Linked DNA regions of Mus musculus: regions 1, 3, 4 and 5 are each linked to region 2. A link is a contact called in public ChIA-PET and HiChIP or PLAC-seq data. All regions are on one chromosome and are shown on one strand. The core of a region is the stretch at or near the end of the contact, and the rest is flanking DNA. Distances in the headings are between cores, read along the strand shown. Region 1 overlaps Rassf2 (Ras association (RalGDS/AF-6) domain family member 2). Region 2 overlaps Cds2 (CDP-diacylglycerol synthase (phosphatidate cytidylyltransferase) 2). Region 3 has its middle 29 kb from the start of Shld1. Region 4 overlaps AU019990 (expressed sequence AU019990). Region 5 holds the start of Shld1 (shieldin complex subunit 1).

Evidence for each region. ChIA-PET counts read pairs in DNA pulled down with a chosen protein or histone mark. HiChIP or PLAC-seq counts read pairs in DNA pulled down with a chosen protein or histone mark.
Region 1: a contact with region 2 is called in an RNA polymerase II ChIA-PET map of memory CD8 T cells, with 13 read pairs. The contact joins two enhancer-like sites. A contact is called at or near these places in 1 of 115 datasets of contacts at active chromatin or transcription factors (memory CD8 T cells) and 1 of 9 other capture datasets (macrophages).
Region 3: an RNA polymerase II ChIA-PET map of memory CD8 T cells shows a contact between it and region 2, with 5 read pairs. The contact joins two enhancer-like sites. A contact is called at or near these places in 2 of 115 datasets of contacts at active chromatin or transcription factors (acute myeloid leukemia and memory CD8 T cells) and 1 of 9 other capture datasets (pancreatic islet).
Region 4: a contact with region 2 is called in an RNA polymerase II ChIA-PET map of memory CD8 T cells, with 5 read pairs. The contact joins two enhancer-like sites. A contact is called at or near these places in 2 of 484 Hi-C or Micro-C datasets (liver and macrophages) and 2 of 115 datasets of contacts at active chromatin or transcription factors (memory CD8 T cells and regulatory T cell precursor).
Region 5: a contact with region 2 is called in an H3K27ac HiChIP or PLAC-seq map of T-cell acute lymphoblastic leukemia, with 3 times the contacts expected there. The contact joins the promoter of Shld1 here to the enhancer-like site in region 2. A contact is called at or near these places in 13 of 39 promoter capture datasets (the C10 cell line, the HPC-7 cell line, cranial neural crest and 8 more), 5 of 484 Hi-C or Micro-C datasets (B cells, bone marrow-derived macrophages, embryonic somatosensory cortex and 2 more), 11 of 115 datasets of contacts at active chromatin or transcription factors (T-cell acute lymphoblastic leukemia, embryonic forebrain, embryonic stem cells and 6 more) and 4 of 9 other capture datasets (adipose tissue, embryonic stem cells, liver and 1 more).

The regions. Positions count from the first base shown.
Region 1 is chr2:131,990,719-131,993,948 of GRCm38.p6, reverse strand. Rassf2 (Ras association (RalGDS/AF-6) domain family member 2) reads left to right here. Exons shown (of 11, transcript NM_175445.4): 11 at 1-1,099. Among named protein-coding and RNA genes, the nearest start is that of Rassf2, 38 kb to the left of the region's middle. Within about 2 kb of position 1,273, at least 63 of the 459 cell types and tissues checked have an H3K27ac peak or open chromatin away from gene starts, as enhancers often do. A contact at or near this core is called in memory CD8 T cells, where this site is marked.
Region 2 is chr2:132,291,024-132,294,084 of GRCm38.p6, reverse strand. Cds2 (CDP-diacylglycerol synthase (phosphatidate cytidylyltransferase) 2) reads right to left here. Exons shown (of 13, transcript NM_138651.7): 2 at 704-840. Among named protein-coding and RNA genes, the nearest start is that of Gm46766, 29 kb to the right of the region's middle. Within about 2 kb of position 1,789, at least 111 of the 459 cell types and tissues checked have an H3K27ac peak or open chromatin away from gene starts, as enhancers often do. A contact at or near this core is called in T-cell acute lymphoblastic leukemia, heart atrium, hippocampal neurons and 3 more, where this site is marked.
Region 3 is chr2:132,656,552-132,659,959 of GRCm38.p6, reverse strand. No RefSeq gene overlaps it. Among named protein-coding and RNA genes, the nearest start is that of Shld1, 29 kb to the left of the region's middle. Within about 2 kb of position 1,374, at least 32 of the 459 cell types and tissues checked have an H3K27ac peak or open chromatin away from gene starts, as enhancers often do. A contact at or near this core is called in memory CD8 T cells, where this site is marked.
Region 4 is chr2:132,606,226-132,609,239 of GRCm38.p6, reverse strand. All of the region lies in intron 2 of AU019990 (expressed sequence AU019990), which reads right to left. Among named protein-coding and RNA genes, the nearest start is that of AU019990, 9.5 kb to the right of the region's middle. Within about 2 kb of position 1,394, at least 179 of the 459 cell types and tissues checked have an H3K27ac peak or open chromatin away from gene starts, as enhancers often do. A contact at or near this core is called in memory CD8 T cells, where this site is marked.
Region 5 is chr2:132,685,353-132,688,540 of GRCm38.p6, reverse strand. It overlaps Shld1 (shieldin complex subunit 1), which reads right to left and starts at 1,610. Exons shown (of 3, transcript NM_001358260.1): 1 at 1,560-1,610.

The DNA.
Region 1 (3,230 bases), core at 24-2,523, 300 kb after region 2:
CTGGATTTTCTCACTGGTCTCACTTCACAGCTTTGAACTCCAAGACTGATTAGTGTGGGCTTATGTAATTGGGTGCAATGGACCTGAAATCCTGAGAAATAAAAGACTAACGCATAAGGCGGCGGTGGGGGTGCTAATCCAGCATGTGAAAAGTGGTTCGGCTGCCTCTGGACTCTTCCCCTCCCCCACCCCCACCCCCACAAAGGCTTATTTTACAAGGTGATCAAGTGCCGAGAACACCAGCCTCCGCCTGAGCGAGGTGGTGAGGCCAAGCACAGGTTGACTTTCTCGGTGACCATGTTAGCGGGGAGCTGATGCCTCACAGTGGGTGGGGGTGTTAGTTGGAAAGGGGCCCAAAGCACAAACACCCGTCATGCCTGTGCTACTGGTGAAGGGCACACAGCTAACACCATGGACAAACGCAGCTTTGTAACGTGGAAAGTTTGGGGTTAGGGATACATTTCCAAGAAAGAAATATGTCCAGTGACCAAAGGAGTTTTAATGTCCCACAGGAGTCAGCTTTGCCCTGGTGAGGGAGGAGGTAGGAGGCTGCCCTAGCTCACCCCCACAGCACTGCCTATCTTAAAGCATATCACCTAGGTTGTTTTCTGGAAAGCCTGGCTTCCGCCGGATGAGAGAGCATCTATGAACCTGATGTGACATCCCTTCCTTCAGACATAATTGACAGTGGTTGCCATTCCTTGGGGTACACCTTCCTCCCTTCCTCCTGCTCCCATTAAACTGAGCACAGAGGTGCTTGAACTGTGAACTTTGGAGAAGCCTCAGTCTCCAGGTTGCTGGATTCTGGGGTTGCTGGGTTCTGGGGTTACTACTAGTGTTTCTTCGGGTTTTTTCTTAGTTGAGTGGAGTCTTTTTTTTTTTTTTTTTCTTCATCATAACTTGCCTGTTAGGAATGGTACATGACTTGGCTTAACTGTTGGTTATGAACTGAAAATCGGATGTGCTTAGGAATCTTAACATGATTGGATGGGACCTTGATGGGGAGCCATGGTTTTGTAGCCTTTTATTTTTTAATTATTATTTTTTTTGTAATGTATCCATCTTAGACCTTATTTAAATAAAGCACTTTTGGAAGCGAGCCCCTGTGGATCTGCTTTGAGCCTTTGGAGGGGAGCTCTGCTTCTGCCATCAGTTGGAAGGTGAAGGCTGAGAAACCTCAAGCCTGTTTCCTTCCCCCAGGGTTTAGGGTTTGAATGTGCCCAGAGTTAGCTGTAATGTTTTTTTTAGTCTATTTAGTGTTACATAACAAAGTAGCAGAGAACAGGAAATGTACAAAGAGTTGAAGGCTTATATCTAGCTCAAGCACTGGAGACTGTAAAGTCTACCAGCATGGAGTTAGTGACTGGTGGGGCCTTTGGGGAGCCCCATAGTAAAAAGCACAGTGGAGAGAGCTTGGTTTTACATATTTGTTCTGTCTCCTTGGCGGCAGGGATGAACTTGGCCCTGTGCATGCCAAGTGCACACACTGCCCCTGAGCTTGAGAGCTTGTGTTGACAATTAAGCTGCTCCTACAGTATCCCATGATCCCACGAGCGGGTTATTATACTCACCACGGCAGACTTCTAATGGCCCAGTTCCCTCCAGGCCCTTCTGCCACTGGGGACCAAGGTTCTAACATGTGAATTTGGGGGACACATTCAAACCACTAACTGTTTCTGATGGTAGAAGGAGCTGGGACCTGGCAGAGTGGCACTAGATGTCACCTGAGGTCCACTCTGGTTCATTCAGATGCTGGATGAATCCATTCTGTTAAGTCCATGAATTTATTTCTATGCTTAATTTTCTCAACTGTAAACTAGGATGTGGGAACCTGGCCCTACTTCATTGGTGGCACTCACTTAGTGGTCTCCCAGAGCTTGGCTTTCAATCTAACATCTGAATTCCACTCTGCTGAAGGTGTGAGTGCAGCGTGGCTGGCGGCAACTGTCAACTTGGTTAGGCTGTGGTCCAAGACGTTTGGAAAAATGCTAGATGTTGTTTTGAGGTGTTTGTTTGTTTTAGATGAAATTAATACTTAAATCAGTAGACTTTGAGTAGATTGCCCTTCACAGTGAGGGTGGGCCTCATCAGTGTGTGTGTGTGCATGTGTGCGTGTGTAAATATTAGTCAGACCTCTCTATCTACAGATTCCACATCACTGGATTCAACCAACTGTGGGAAATTTGATCCCACAAATTTCCCAAAGGCAATCTTGAATTTGCCACATGCTCTACAGAGGCTGCACAAATGTAGTGGCTGTAGATGTGGCCTGTCACCACCCTGCTTCCCAGTTTCTCTGTCTGCTCCAGCACTCATTTCAACATTGTTTGACTTGTGTCTTACTCACCTAATATCTTGTGAATTCTCTCTCTCTCTCTCTCTCTCTCTCTCTCTCTCACACACACACACACACACACACACACACACACGCACGCACGCACGCACGCGCGCACACACACACATACACACACACACACACACACGCACGCACACAATTTGGAGATCCCTGACTAACGCAAAGGAGAAGAATGGTTGGTTTATAAAGCTTGAACATGCAATCAACAGTTATCTTCCTGGAAACCTGGCCACAAAGGATAAATAATTACCATAATTTATTTCCTAGAACAAAAAAACAACCAAGACAAGATTTTTAATGATGTTTCCCCAAAATGCAGCAGACTTTTATACTGTATGTCACAGGGGTGTGTGACATAGACAAGAGACAAATGGTTTCTTTGGGGTCCAGGCAGGCAGTAGGTCTCAGAAAGTCAGAATGTGTAGATTATCCAACAAATATTAGCAAGCTGAAAGGGAACTGGCAGCTCATGCTGTACTTTGTGGGAATGGGTTTGATTTAGTGCTGTCTGATTTTCCTGCTACAGTTCTCACTAGGTGGAGTACAAGACTCTATCTGCAAGTCTGTGATGCTCCTGAGGAGTCACTGCGGTGATCCATGAGGATAAGCAACGCTACTCAAAAAATGAACTTGAGTAAAATCGCCACTGCTATCTCCCTGTAAAGTGATCCAAAACCAAAACATGTAACCCGGCCCCAAACTGTCATCACTTATGATTCAATACCACATGTAAGTTACATGTATAAACACTCACTCTCCATCAGCTACACATTACTAATACATACTTTATAAATGGGTAAGTCAACTCTATAAGTTTTAAAACTGAAAGCACACTGGTAGGAACTTTATAGGGAATTAGCAGTCATGACTAGTA
Region 2 (3,061 bases), core at 540-3,039:
TCTCTGTGAATCCCTGGCTGTCCTGGAACTCACTCTGTAGACCAGGACAGCCTCGAACTCAGAAATCTGCCTGCCTCTGCCTCCCAAGTGCTGGGATTAAAGGTGTGTGTCACCACTGCCCGGTACTGTGGCCACTTCTATCTGAAAAGAGGAAGCTAAAATCGGTTTCCCTGCAGCTGGCTTCTACAGAGCATGGTCCTGAAATCACAATGATAACAGCTGTCTTAGACCACAAATGCCGACTGCCACAAATATGCACCAGGCTTGTCTACAAGAATATGCGGCAACCCACCCCACCATCAACACAACAAACTGGATAGGTTTTAATTCAAATGCATTTTTAAATCAGCACGTAATATCTGTACATATTATGCTGAGAAATGAAAACAGACTCCACGGCAAGCTAGTGGTAAGGCTAAGGATTCACGATGCCCTACCCACGGGAGGGACACAAGGACACAGGGACACTTTCAGAGAATGCTTTGCAATCTCATGATTTATGCTTCTCAGGCATGCACACAGCTGTTGTTAAGAGGACTGGTTTTGGGGGCGGGGGTCAGGAGTCTTAGACTTCTTAGTTCTTCCTGGACTGAAGGAAATGTTCACAGTGGGTGTACATGGAGGAGAGAAAATAACCTTGAGCCGCAAACCCTAAAAGCCTGTCTTACCCAGCAATGGACACATGCACACTAAGCCAGGTTACCTTGAGGACAGGTTGGAAAGGGCCCTGTTAAGGACCTCTGGGGTGTCATCTACGGAGGTTGGTAGGGGAGCTGTTTCCGCTCGGCTCTCGCTGTCAGACGCTGTCTCTCCATCTAGCTTTGCTTCGGACTCTGATTCCTACACAACGCAAAAATAAAGAGCAAAGGTCAAAACTGCTGGGGAACTACTAAAAGTGAACAGTTGTCACAGGAGATCCCATTAAAAGAACTCAGTGCACTGGCATAGTGAGGTGACAAGATAGATGGGCCACAGTAATCCTGACAGTGTTCTGACATGAGTAGAGACAGGGATGCCATACCCAATCTGTCAACAGCCCCACACCGTGGACCCTGGAGGAGGTATAAGAAGACAGAAATGGCCTCCAAAGAATGCAAAGAGAGGAGGCTGTGACTGACTTCTGAGGGCCTGGCCCTGAGCCTGCCATCGTTTAAGTATCCCAGGCTCACCCCTATGTCAGCCTAAGCACGCAGAAATAGCTGTCCATTTCTGAAAACCCTGCTCCTCCTGCACCTGCACCTAACCAAGGGGAAGAACCACGGCCTCTATCACCACTGACCAAGATAGCTGAACACTTTGATATTCTCATTTTATGAAAGGACTCAGTAAGGGTCCCCCTCATCCTTAGGGGTTCCTTTGTGTGTTGTCTTGTTTTACAGTACTGGGAAATTAAGCCTAGGGCCTTGTTCATGTAAGACCAAAACATTATCTACCACTGATCTATATCCTCCGGTCCAGTGTAGGGATTCCCTGAGGAGAGAGAAGCAAATGGCGCCAGAGCTGTGTCCCACTCCACTGTCAGGCTTTAAACACTAACACCTCCATGACTGCTCCTCTCAGAGAAAGTGAAGTCCTGGCACCAACATCAACTTTCCATTCGTTAACATTTACACTCACACCTTACTGGCAACCTGTAGTAAGACTAGATAATAATGCCACGTGGTGGCTATTGTAGCTCTGATCCCTAAACCTCAGGGCTTCAAACTGTAAGCACCTGCCCTGCCCGACCTGCAATCCACCCACAGACACACTCTAGGAGCATCCAGAAGCCACAGAAACTGAGCCAAGCATCAGAGAAGGCCCAGCACAGGGTTATTTTTAACTTATCTATCCCGTTGTCAAGGAGACTCACTGAGACTGCTGGGTTCCTAGGCAGGAAAGGACAAAAACAAAGGCTAGTGATGGGGGGTGGGGAGAGAAGGGTGAGGGTTGGTTTACGGAGAGGATGCTAAGAATCTCTGGCCATATAAGGTGGCATGTATCTACAATCCTGTGATTTCAGCTCCCAAAAGGATGAGGCAGGAGACTGCATTGAGTCTGAGGCTTGCATGGGTCTACAGCAAATTTCCAAATCAGTCAAGGGTATACAGTAGAAATGTCTAAAAAATAAAATAAGAAGTCAGGAGGTCATAGTGGCACACACCTTTAGTCTCAGCACTCAGAAGCTAGAGACAGGCGAATCTCTCAGTTTATTGAGTTCCAGAAAAGCCAAGACTAGATAGAGAAACCCTGATTTAGAAAACCAAAAAATAGTCTCCAGTAAGTAAATAAATAAAATAGTCTTTTATGGACCCCAAGCCTGACATACATCTTCCCTGACCTGATTCTACTTCCTCTTAAAAGAAGAGGAAAGAGAGGTATCCTGAGGCTCAAGTCAGGAAAAGGATACAGAACTCACAAAGCACTATGGCTGCTGCCACTACCTCAGGATGACTGGGATAAGGGACCAAGACACGGAGTAAGTCTAGAAGAAGCAGGCCTCAAGGAAGGGAACTCCCCAGGTTTTACCAGCCTCCAATGAGCAAGCTCAGGAAGTCTCTGAAATAAACACCTTGGAGCCCTTCTTAGGAGTACCGCTAGGCAAGAGGCCAATGCCCATTCAGGCTCCTACCCACAGCTGGGAATGCTGAAGCTGGCCACCTCCGCTACTCACCCTTACAGCCAGGCAGAGGTCAGGACCAAGCACACCAAGAACCTAGAGCCTGCAGTTTTTCTGGCCTCTCCTTAACCCACAGGCACCTCCTTCCACTCAGGATAGCTGTCAAAGGGAAGCACCCCACAGCAGCTTCCATGCTGGGCTGAAGACAGACCTGAGCCCAAATTCTGGCCCGTAATAAAAGCAGCACATACTGGGCAGAGAGCTCAGAATGAGGGACTGGAGGGCTTGCTCTGCGGTGAAGAGGGCCTGCTCCCTCCCCTTCCAGAAGATCTGAGTTCAGTGTACAGCATTCACATCTTTCTGTTACCCCAGCTCAAGAGCTCGCCTGGCCACACCAGGGACCAACACACATGCAGCACCCACACACATTGTAAGTGTTTGCTTGCTTGCTTGCTTGCTTGC
Region 3 (3,408 bases), core at 125-2,624, 370 kb before region 2:
AAGAAAGAAAATGTCACTTAGCAAAGCCTGCCCTGGGAGGTGACTCTGATCTTCCGTTTGGCTGGGACCGAGCTACCTTTTCAGAGTGAACAGAGAATGAAGCCAAGTTCCTGAAGGATTTAAGCTGGCCCACATCACTGGAAGAATCTAAGGAAATGCTTTTTTTCTTTTAATTTAACATTTATATAAGGACTCATTATGTTCCCCTAGTTATTTCCTATAATCCTGTTTTGGCCCCACAAATGCTGGAATTACAGGCATGTGTAGCCACACAGTCTAAGGAAGCTAAAGATTTGATCTGGACTAGAACTAAAGTGGTTTGTGTCACCTTCAGATGACAGTGGAGGGGAACAGAAATCTTCTGTGGGGAAAGATGCCCTCATCCGGGTCTCAAATGATTCCCACATATGAATTCTGTATAAGTGTACAAAGATAATATCACATAGAGGAACAAGCCTGTATTAACAAGAACCCCCCTCCAACAGAAGCAGACCTACAAATATTTGAGTTATAGATTATCAATCAAAAAATAATATAATTTGTTTTCTATGTTTAAAGGCACACACACACACACACACACACACACACACACCTTGAAAATATCACTTCAAAAGCCTAGCATGGTGCCTTGCATCTTTAATCCCAGAATTTAGGAAGCCGAGGCAGGTGGCTCTATAGGAGGTTGAAGCCAGCCTGATCCACGCACAGAGTTCCACACCACCCAGGGATACATAGTAAGATACTATCTTAGTGTATATATCAAGACAAGAAACAGCAAGCAAAATTCAAAACCCTGATAGCACGTGTGAGAAAGGACTAAATGTAAGTCCTCATTATTCTGTTGGATCTGTCATAACAAAACACCACAGGTCATATGCCCTAAAGAATGCAGATTTAGGGTTGAGGAGATAGCTTGGTTTGTAGTGCACTTTGCTACGGTGCACAGAGCCCTGGCTTGGTGTCTAGTACCATGTAAAACTGGCCCATGCTTGTGATCCGAACACTTAGGAGTTGAAATCGGGGAAAGCCTGAAGTTCAAGGTCGTCCTCAGCTATGTAAGCAGCTTGAGGCCAGCCTGGGGCGCTGGTCAAGAGTTCTCTAGTGGAGCAGAATGACTATATATCAAAAAGAGATTTATTACACTGGCTTACACAATACAACCAGAGTACTCCAGCGATGGTTGTCTTACACCAGAGAAACCAAGTGTTCATCGGTTGCCCAGTCTACAGGCTAGATCTCCCAGCAGCTGTTGTGGCATGGAACATCATGCCACAATATCTATCATGTCCCTGCAGAGCCACGGGGACAGGATAGACCCTACAAGCAGCTTCTCTCTTAGTCTATTCTAACCCAGTCAGGTTGACAGCCTGATAAACTGTGTGTTCAGAGGAAGTAAGCTGCTGGGGGTAGGCTTTGAGGGGGGTAGGCTTTGAGGGTTTATAGCTTTGTCCCACTTCCTGGTTCTTTCTGTCTGCTTCTTGTGTTTAGATGAAAATGTGATCAGTCAGCTTCCCGATTCTCCTACCATGCCTTACCTTTCTGGCCATTCTGGACTTTCCTCCTGTAACAGAAAGCCAAAATCAATCTTCTATAAGTTGTTTTTAGTCAATGTGTTTTATCACAGCAATGGAGAAGCAGCTAATACCACATACATACACAACCATACATACACACACTCACACATACACTCACACACACCTATACAAAATAGATTCCATGATGAGATAAGATGTGATATTTGTATTTCTGGTTCTAGCTCACTGACTATCATGTTCAGGCCTACCCATTTTCCTGGAAATGACATAACTCATCTTTCTTTGTGGCCAAATAAAACTCTACTGTGCTCCCAGGTGTGATATAGGGAATATTAGCTTTTGTTGTTGTTGTTGTTGTTGTTGTTGTTGTTGTTGTTGTTTTTAACGTGTGTGGGATGTCTCTCTTGCCTGCATGTGTGTATGTCTCTGTGCCACTGGTACCTGAGGGGTCAGAAGATGTCACATCTTTTGGAACTGTAGTTATAGAGAGCTGTGAGCCGCCATGTGGGTGCTGGGAATTGAATCCAAGTCTTAACTGCTTAGCCAGTCTCCAGCCCCAGGAATATTTTAGTATTTTGAGGAACTTCCATACTAGTTTACATGGTGGCTGCAGCAGTTTACATACCTCTCAGAACTGTAAGGTACACACGTACACACACACACACACACACACACACACACACACACACACACACACACCCAGCACATCTTTGTCAGCATTTGCTATTGTTTGTGTGGTTGGTTTGGTTTTTATGAGATGAGGTTTCACTCTGTGGCCTAGGTTGGCCTTGAACTCTCAGCTATCTTTTGGGTTCAGTGTAATGCACATTATGTTGATCAATTTTCTTGCTCTTGACAAAAGCAGACTCTGGGAACAAGAGATGAACCACCTCTCAGATTGGAACAAGCTCATGAATGTCCTCCAAATCTCTTTGTCCCCGGGGCAGGCTGACCTCTCATTTCTGGGGCAGGAAGAGAGGACAACAGCCAGAGGCTATGGATATTTAATCTATTGCAACATTGCAAATGGCTGGAAGGTAAACTGTTTTCTGTGGGAGTTGCAGTTGTTTACCTCCTGCTTAAGAACACCAACAGTAGGAACAGGGTGGTAAAAGTTCATCCACAGAGAAACGGCTTGCTTTGCCAGGAGCCATTTCTGCCAGATGTTGATGGTCTTACTGTTGCTTGTTCTCCTAGCCAGCTTACTGCAGTTGTTCCTACTGGATGTTGTAAGTTCCCAACACCATCAGGTGTTGTTACCATGTGTCTGCTGCTACCACCTATCTACTATGTATTCTCTTGCTTGCTACATATTTACTACCCTGACTCATCTGAAACCCCAAGCATAACTAGTGTCAATCTATCTACATATGGAACCCAGGTGTGAGTTACTACACTCAGCTTGTTCTTGTGCGCGTCTGTAAAAAGTATGGGTTGCGTGTGAACACTCACCTGCCACAGCACACGTGTGGAGGGCAGAGCTCAACCTTTGGGTGTCTGTTCTGTAAGTAAGTACTGGTTTACAAGAGACTCTTGCCACAAACAAGCAAACAAAAACTGACAACAATAATAACAACAGAAAAAGGTGTTTTGTTTTGTTTTGTTTTAGCAAGGTAGAAGTACTCCTGTAGCTGTAAGGTTTATTATGTCTGAAAAATCAAGATGTAAATTCAAGGTTTGATTACACACACACACACACACACACACACACACACACACACACACACACACACCACAGAGACCAGGTCTCATTATGTAGCCCTGGCTGGCCTCAAACTCAGAGATCCTCTTGCTTCTGCCCCCTGAGTTCTGGGATTAAAGGTGTGTGCCACCCGAGCCTTTGCCTTCTTTTGTTGTGTGTGGGATTGTACAT
Region 4 (3,014 bases), core at 145-2,644, 320 kb before region 2:
TGAGGTCCCTCAAACCCTATGAGCCCAGATGAGTCTTTTATGCCTTGGTTGTTTGGGCAGATATTTTAGTCACAGAGGCCCATAGGAAACTAATACAGGTCAGGCGAGATGGCTCATGGGGCACAGACACAAGCTGTCAAGCCTGACAACCTGCGTTCAGTCTGTGGGATCTGTGTGATAAAGACAGAGCACAAACTCTTCTGAGCTATTCTGTGACCTCAGACCTGAGTTCAAATTCTGGGATCTATGTGATGGTTGAGATTCGATTCCTCCATGCTGTTGTCTGAGGTGTGCTATGCAGTGTGGCACACGTACACACACACACACAGAGTAAATAAATAAATAAATAAATAACAATTAAATGATAAATGTAACTAAAAATGTAATACAGGGCTGGAGAGATGGCTCAGTGGTTAAGAGCACCGACTGCCCTTCCAAAGGTCCGAGTTCAAATCCCAGCAACCACATGGTGGCTCACAACCATCAGTAACAAGATCTGATGCCCTCTTCTGGAGTGTCTGAAGACAGCTACAGTGTACTTACATATAATAAATAAATAAATCTTTTAAAAAAATGTAATACAGCTTGCTTGGATAATCATAATAAAATATCACGAGGTAATGAACAAAGGATTCTAAAAGCTAGAAGTCTAATATCAGGGTGCTACATGACCTGGCTTATAGATGGCCACCTTCCTGTTGTGTGTTTTTTCTTCAAGGTCTTCATACTAGAGAGAGCCCTAGTTTACTCCTTAAGGCCAGCAATGCTGAGCCAGGCAGTGGTGGCGCATGCCTTTAATCCCAGCACTTGGGAGGCAGAGGCAGGCAGATTTCTGAGCTCAAGGCCAGCCTGGTCTACAGAGTGAGTTCCAGGACAGCCAGGGCTACACAGAGAAACCCTGTCTCAAAAAAAAACCCAATACATACATACATACATACATACATACATACATACATACATACATGGCCAGCAATGCTGCCAGATGAAGAATTATCTTTTGGGACCTCCTAAGTTTACTGCCCATGTCCCCAACTATACCACTGGTAACAGGACTTCATTCAGCCTTGGAGATTGAGGGCTCTCCAATCCACAGCAAAGAGTGAGCAGTTTCTCTTTGCCCTCATCGTGGGGCTCCCTAGTCAACTACTATAGAAGCTGCCACTCCTGAGGGAATGGCAGCTGGGAAGATGGGCTATGTCACAGAGGAAGAGAAGGCCTAAAAGCAGAGCTCTCATTGAGGACTGTCTCAGGGTCTTGAGGGTTGAATGTCATCTTTCTACACAGCAACTCCAGTTGTGTGACTTCCTTGATCACCAACTTCCTGTTGCTCTTGAGGGAAAGCCCAGACTCTGTGGCTGCCTATCCACTGCTCAGCCTTTCACCTCGCCACCTGCTGATGTAATCTTGCTGAGTTTTTTCTTTCAGGCCGGGGATTCCCCTTCACCTGTAGGCCTGTGCCCTGTAACTTCCCAGAACATTTATCCAGCCAACAGCTCCCATCTCACCCCCTCTCCCTCAGCCTGTGCTGGAGAGTGATTCTTCTCATCTTTGAGTTCTCAGTCTAGAGGGAGAGAAGCCTGGGATCTGTAGTGTGGCATGTTTGTGCACGTGCAAACTGTATCCCTGAGAGACACTGAGTCTAAGTTTAGGTGGATTTTAAGCTCTTCCCTCTCCCAAGCCCCTCTAAAAATAGCCTGGCACTTAGGAAATCTGTCTCAGATCCGAATACAACAGAAAAAGGCACGACTGCCTGGGAGAAAAAAAATCCCTGGGTGGATGAGCAACTATCTGAAATGGTTTTCTTTCCGTTTAGAGTGCTTGCAATGTGTCTCCTCCCACAGTCCTGAGCTCTGCACCAGAAACAAGGAGCTGAGGTGATCCCTGTGAAGCCAGGTGATCACCACGGAGAAAAACGCGGAGTGCTGCACCCTTTGCACCCAGTGTTCAAGGAGGAGATGCTGATGAACCAAGAACAGAGCACAATTTGTGTTTCACACTGGCAGCCCTTATTCAGTCTTGTTCAACAAAGCCGTGTATGTGGTTGTTGCTATGGAAACCAGATGTGATTAAGTAGTTTACTGGATTCAACTTCCATGGACTGAGTTGGAGTGATTCCTTGACTTCCAGTGTTTCAAAGCTGGGAGGAGGATTACTTGTTTTAAAATTTTTATCCATTTACTTTCTCTGTGTATATGTGTCTCTCTCTCTGTCTCTGTCTCTCTGTCTCTGTCTCTCTCTCTCTCTCTGTCTCTGTCTCTCTCTCTCTCTCTCTCTCTGTGTGTGTGTGTGTGTATGTGTGTGTGTGTGTATAAGTCTAAAGACAACCTGTGAAGTCATTTCTCACCTTCTCTCTACCATATAGGTCCCAGGGATCAAATCCCAGGAGCCTGGCTTGGTGGCATATGCCTTTACCATCTTGCCAGCATTAGGGTATTTTCTTCTGCTGATTATGTTTATTTTTTATTTAAAATTATTTGGTTTGTTTCTTTGAGACAGCCTCATATAACCCAGGTTGGCCTTGAACTCACTATGTAAGTGAGGATTGAACTTTGGATCCTCCTGAGTGCTGGGATTATAGGTGGGCACCACTTAGCTTAGTTTACTCAGTGCTGAGGATTCAACCTAGGGTCTCATGTGTGACCTCAGCAAGCATTTCACCAAGTATGTTCCGTCCTTAACCCTAATACTTCTGTTCTCATGAGAAAAAAAAATGAGTTTGATATTTGTAGGGCTTTATTTTATCACTAGTATTGGCATCCTGACTGGAAGGAGGCAATGACCACCAATGGCTCAAGTGTGCCTTCTAAATTCTGCTTCATATTAGGAAAGGAGATCTTGAGAGCTGCAGCCAACACTGTGCCAATACCACTTCCTCCTCTTCCTCCTCTTCCTGTCATCCACAGGGTCTCACTTCAGCTGACCAGGAACTTGCTGTATAAACGAAGGTGCTCTCAAACTAACAGAGTCCTCTCTGCCTCTGGAATGCTGGGATTAAAGACAAGCACCACCACACC
Region 5 (3,188 bases), core at 361-2,860, 390 kb before region 2:
AGGACACAGGGGCAGGGGATGCAGCTTGGTGGTAAAGTACTTGCCTAACATGTACCAGACTCTGGGTTCAATCCCCAGGGCAAAAATCAAACAAAAATCAGATATGATCTTGTATAGAAAACCTCAAGGAAGCCACAAAAAAAAATTTTTAAATAAACAACTTACACAAGTTTGCAAGATACAAGACCAAACACATACACAAATCACTTGTATTTTTAGACAAGTGATACAACCTCAAAAGAAAAATTAAGAACCTTTTCCATTTGTAAGGGCACAGAAATGAAACACGGCTGTATTAAATATGCACAAGATGTTAAATATGCACTAAAGAAATGGAAGACCTTCCTTGTTCGTGCACCAGAAGCCAGTATCTTAAGATGGTGCTATTCGCAGGGGTGGTGGCCCATGCCTTTAGTTCTAGCAGACATAAGCCCAGCTCTGTATGTTTAGAGCCCACTGAACTACATAGTGAGTTCCTGGCCAGCCAGAGCTACATAGTGAGACCCTGTCCTAAAAATAAACTAAAATAAAACATAACAAAATAAAAAATAAAATATGATGTTACTAATGCCCAAACTATCCCTACAAAACAAAACAAATAGTGCAAGTCAGATGTGATGGAGATCCTGGAATGAAGACAAGAATATTGACACAAAGACATAGAAGTGAAAGAGAAAGGTAAGTCCCAAAGTAGAATCACACTGATGGGCAATTGATGGAGAAATTCAGAAAACAGACAGGAAGGTCCTTTTCAACATAAAAATAAGAATATGCAATACGATTCCATAAAGATAGGCATTGTTAAGTCATCCATGGAATGCAATTCTCTCAAGTCCCCAAAACAAGCTTTGCAAATCCCTGCCCCAAGAATCTAGCCACATACTTTTTTGATTCCGTTTATATACAATGCAAATTAAACAACCCTAGAGACAGACAGCACTCTGGTCATAGCCCAGGACTGGGGTAGGGGCAAGTGGTGGGCGGAGCGAAGCTCTCTGGTTCTGGACTGTGTTCCTCAATAAATAGTTTTCCTTGGCGTGATGAGAACAGTCCAGGGTTATCACAAGTGCACAATTAGGCTAACGTACAAAACAGACTGTAGTTTACACTTTTGATTTTTATGGAAACATCAAGTTACTAATACTGCTGTTTAAAATTATAATAGACCCCTGGTAGCCCACGCCTTTAATGCCAGCATAGGAAGGAGGATCTATTTGTAAGTTCGAGGCCAGCCTGATCGACATAGTGAATTCCAGGACAACCATAGCTATGTAGAGAGACTATATATATATGCAAACCAAAACCATAAAAGCCTTAACAAAACCAAAATAAATAATTGACTGGAACTAATCCTGATCTCTACTAATTCCAGAGCGAGGTAAAAAGAGCGCAGTGGGCGGAGCTTGGAGCGGAGGGGCGGGGCGGGGCAGGTGCCAGGGAAACCGGCGGAATAAACCATCCGCTCCTCCCCCTCCCTCCTCGCTTCCCCGCTCCCTTCCCACCGCCCTCCAGAACGGCAGAAAAACCGGCAGAGGTTCTCAGAGCCCCGTGTCACTCACCGGCTGACCGCAAGAGCCCGGAACCGGAAGCGCTGGCTCCATCTTTGTTATGGGAAAAGCAGAGTTTAAAAGGAAGTTGTTGAACCCGTCTTTGCTGAGGCGAGAAAAGGTCAAGGCAAGTCAGCTGCGGCCATCTTAACTGAGGGCATTTGCCTGAACTCCTGCAGCAGGACGGTCATCTGGGATATTTAGTTGCTCTAAGTGTCCTTGTCCGACTCCAAAGAAACTGGGAAACTGTTAACATGCAAAGTCTCTTAAAAAGGACATAAGACGAAAACTGGCCTTGGAAGTACAGTCTGAACCCGAGGCCTTGGGAGGACGTTGTGAGGCAAGACGATCAGGAGCTTTAGGCTAGCAAAATTCTCTCAGACAGCATTAAGAATAATTTAATATTGTTACATGGATTCTATTCGGGCTAAAATTTCAGGACCACACAAAAGAACAAAAGGGTTGACTGTTGAAAGACAAAATTCGAGGGGCTGGGGATATGGCGTAGCATGTGAATCGGTGTCTGGAATTTGGTCCCAAATTCCACCCCTCTCAAGAAAGCACACAACCAGAACAAACTCAGCCTAGAGCTAGTGGAGAGTTCTAGAGCAGCATGGATCTGCTTATGGGGAGACGTCCCATATTTTCTTATGGGAGAAATGGAAAGAGAATGAAAAGCCCAAGTTCTAGGGTACTATCCTTATAGGTTTAAACAAAGGAGATTGTGTTGAGCAGAACTATGGAGAAAGCAAGCTTGTTTCAAGTTCATTTAAGTGGCACTTAGCACAAAAGATTCCATTCCAGTTTGGTTCTGTCCACTGGGCCTACTACTGTAAAAAGCTAGTCTAAAACAATTCTGTTTAATTGGACGGTTTTCTCCCCCACCATAGTCTTGAGGGGTCCAGTATATTTACAGCCCCTCCAGATCCCTACCTTTGGGTGAGACCCCACACATTAGGAGTCCTGCAAGTTAGAGGAATGTTTTCAAATTACTGCTTTAGGGGCTAGAGAGATGGTTTAGCAGTAAGGAACATGGGCTGCTCTTCCAGAGGACCTGGGTTCAGTTTCCAGTGTTTACATGACAGCTGACATCCTTTTCTAAACCCAGTTCCAGAGAACCCATTGTCCTTTTCTAACCTCCAAAGGCACCAGGCATACACACAGAAAATATTTTAAAATATTTAAGCGTTGTGCTTGAGCCAGTTGTGGTGATAAATGTCTTTAGAATCCACTGCTCAAGTGGCTGAAATAGGCTGTTCTCTGTGAACTCAAGGCCATCCTAGTCTAGTTATCTATTCCAGGCCAGCCATAGATAGATAGTAAAACGCTGTCTCAAATAAATAAATAAATAAATAAATAAATAAATAAATAAATAAATAAATAAATAGTTATCTATTCCAGGCCAGCCATAGATAGATAGTAAAACGCTGTCTCAAATAAATAAATAAATAAATAAATAAATAAATAAAATAAAAGCAAATAGTGCTTGAGGTTTGGCCATTCAATACTATATACTGTGAAAGTGTGTGCACATGTCTTAGTTAGGGTTTCCATTGCTGTGAAGAGACAAGTCAACTCTCATATGTGACAACATTTAATTGGGGCTGGCTTACAATGTCAGAGGTTCAGTCATGGTCATGT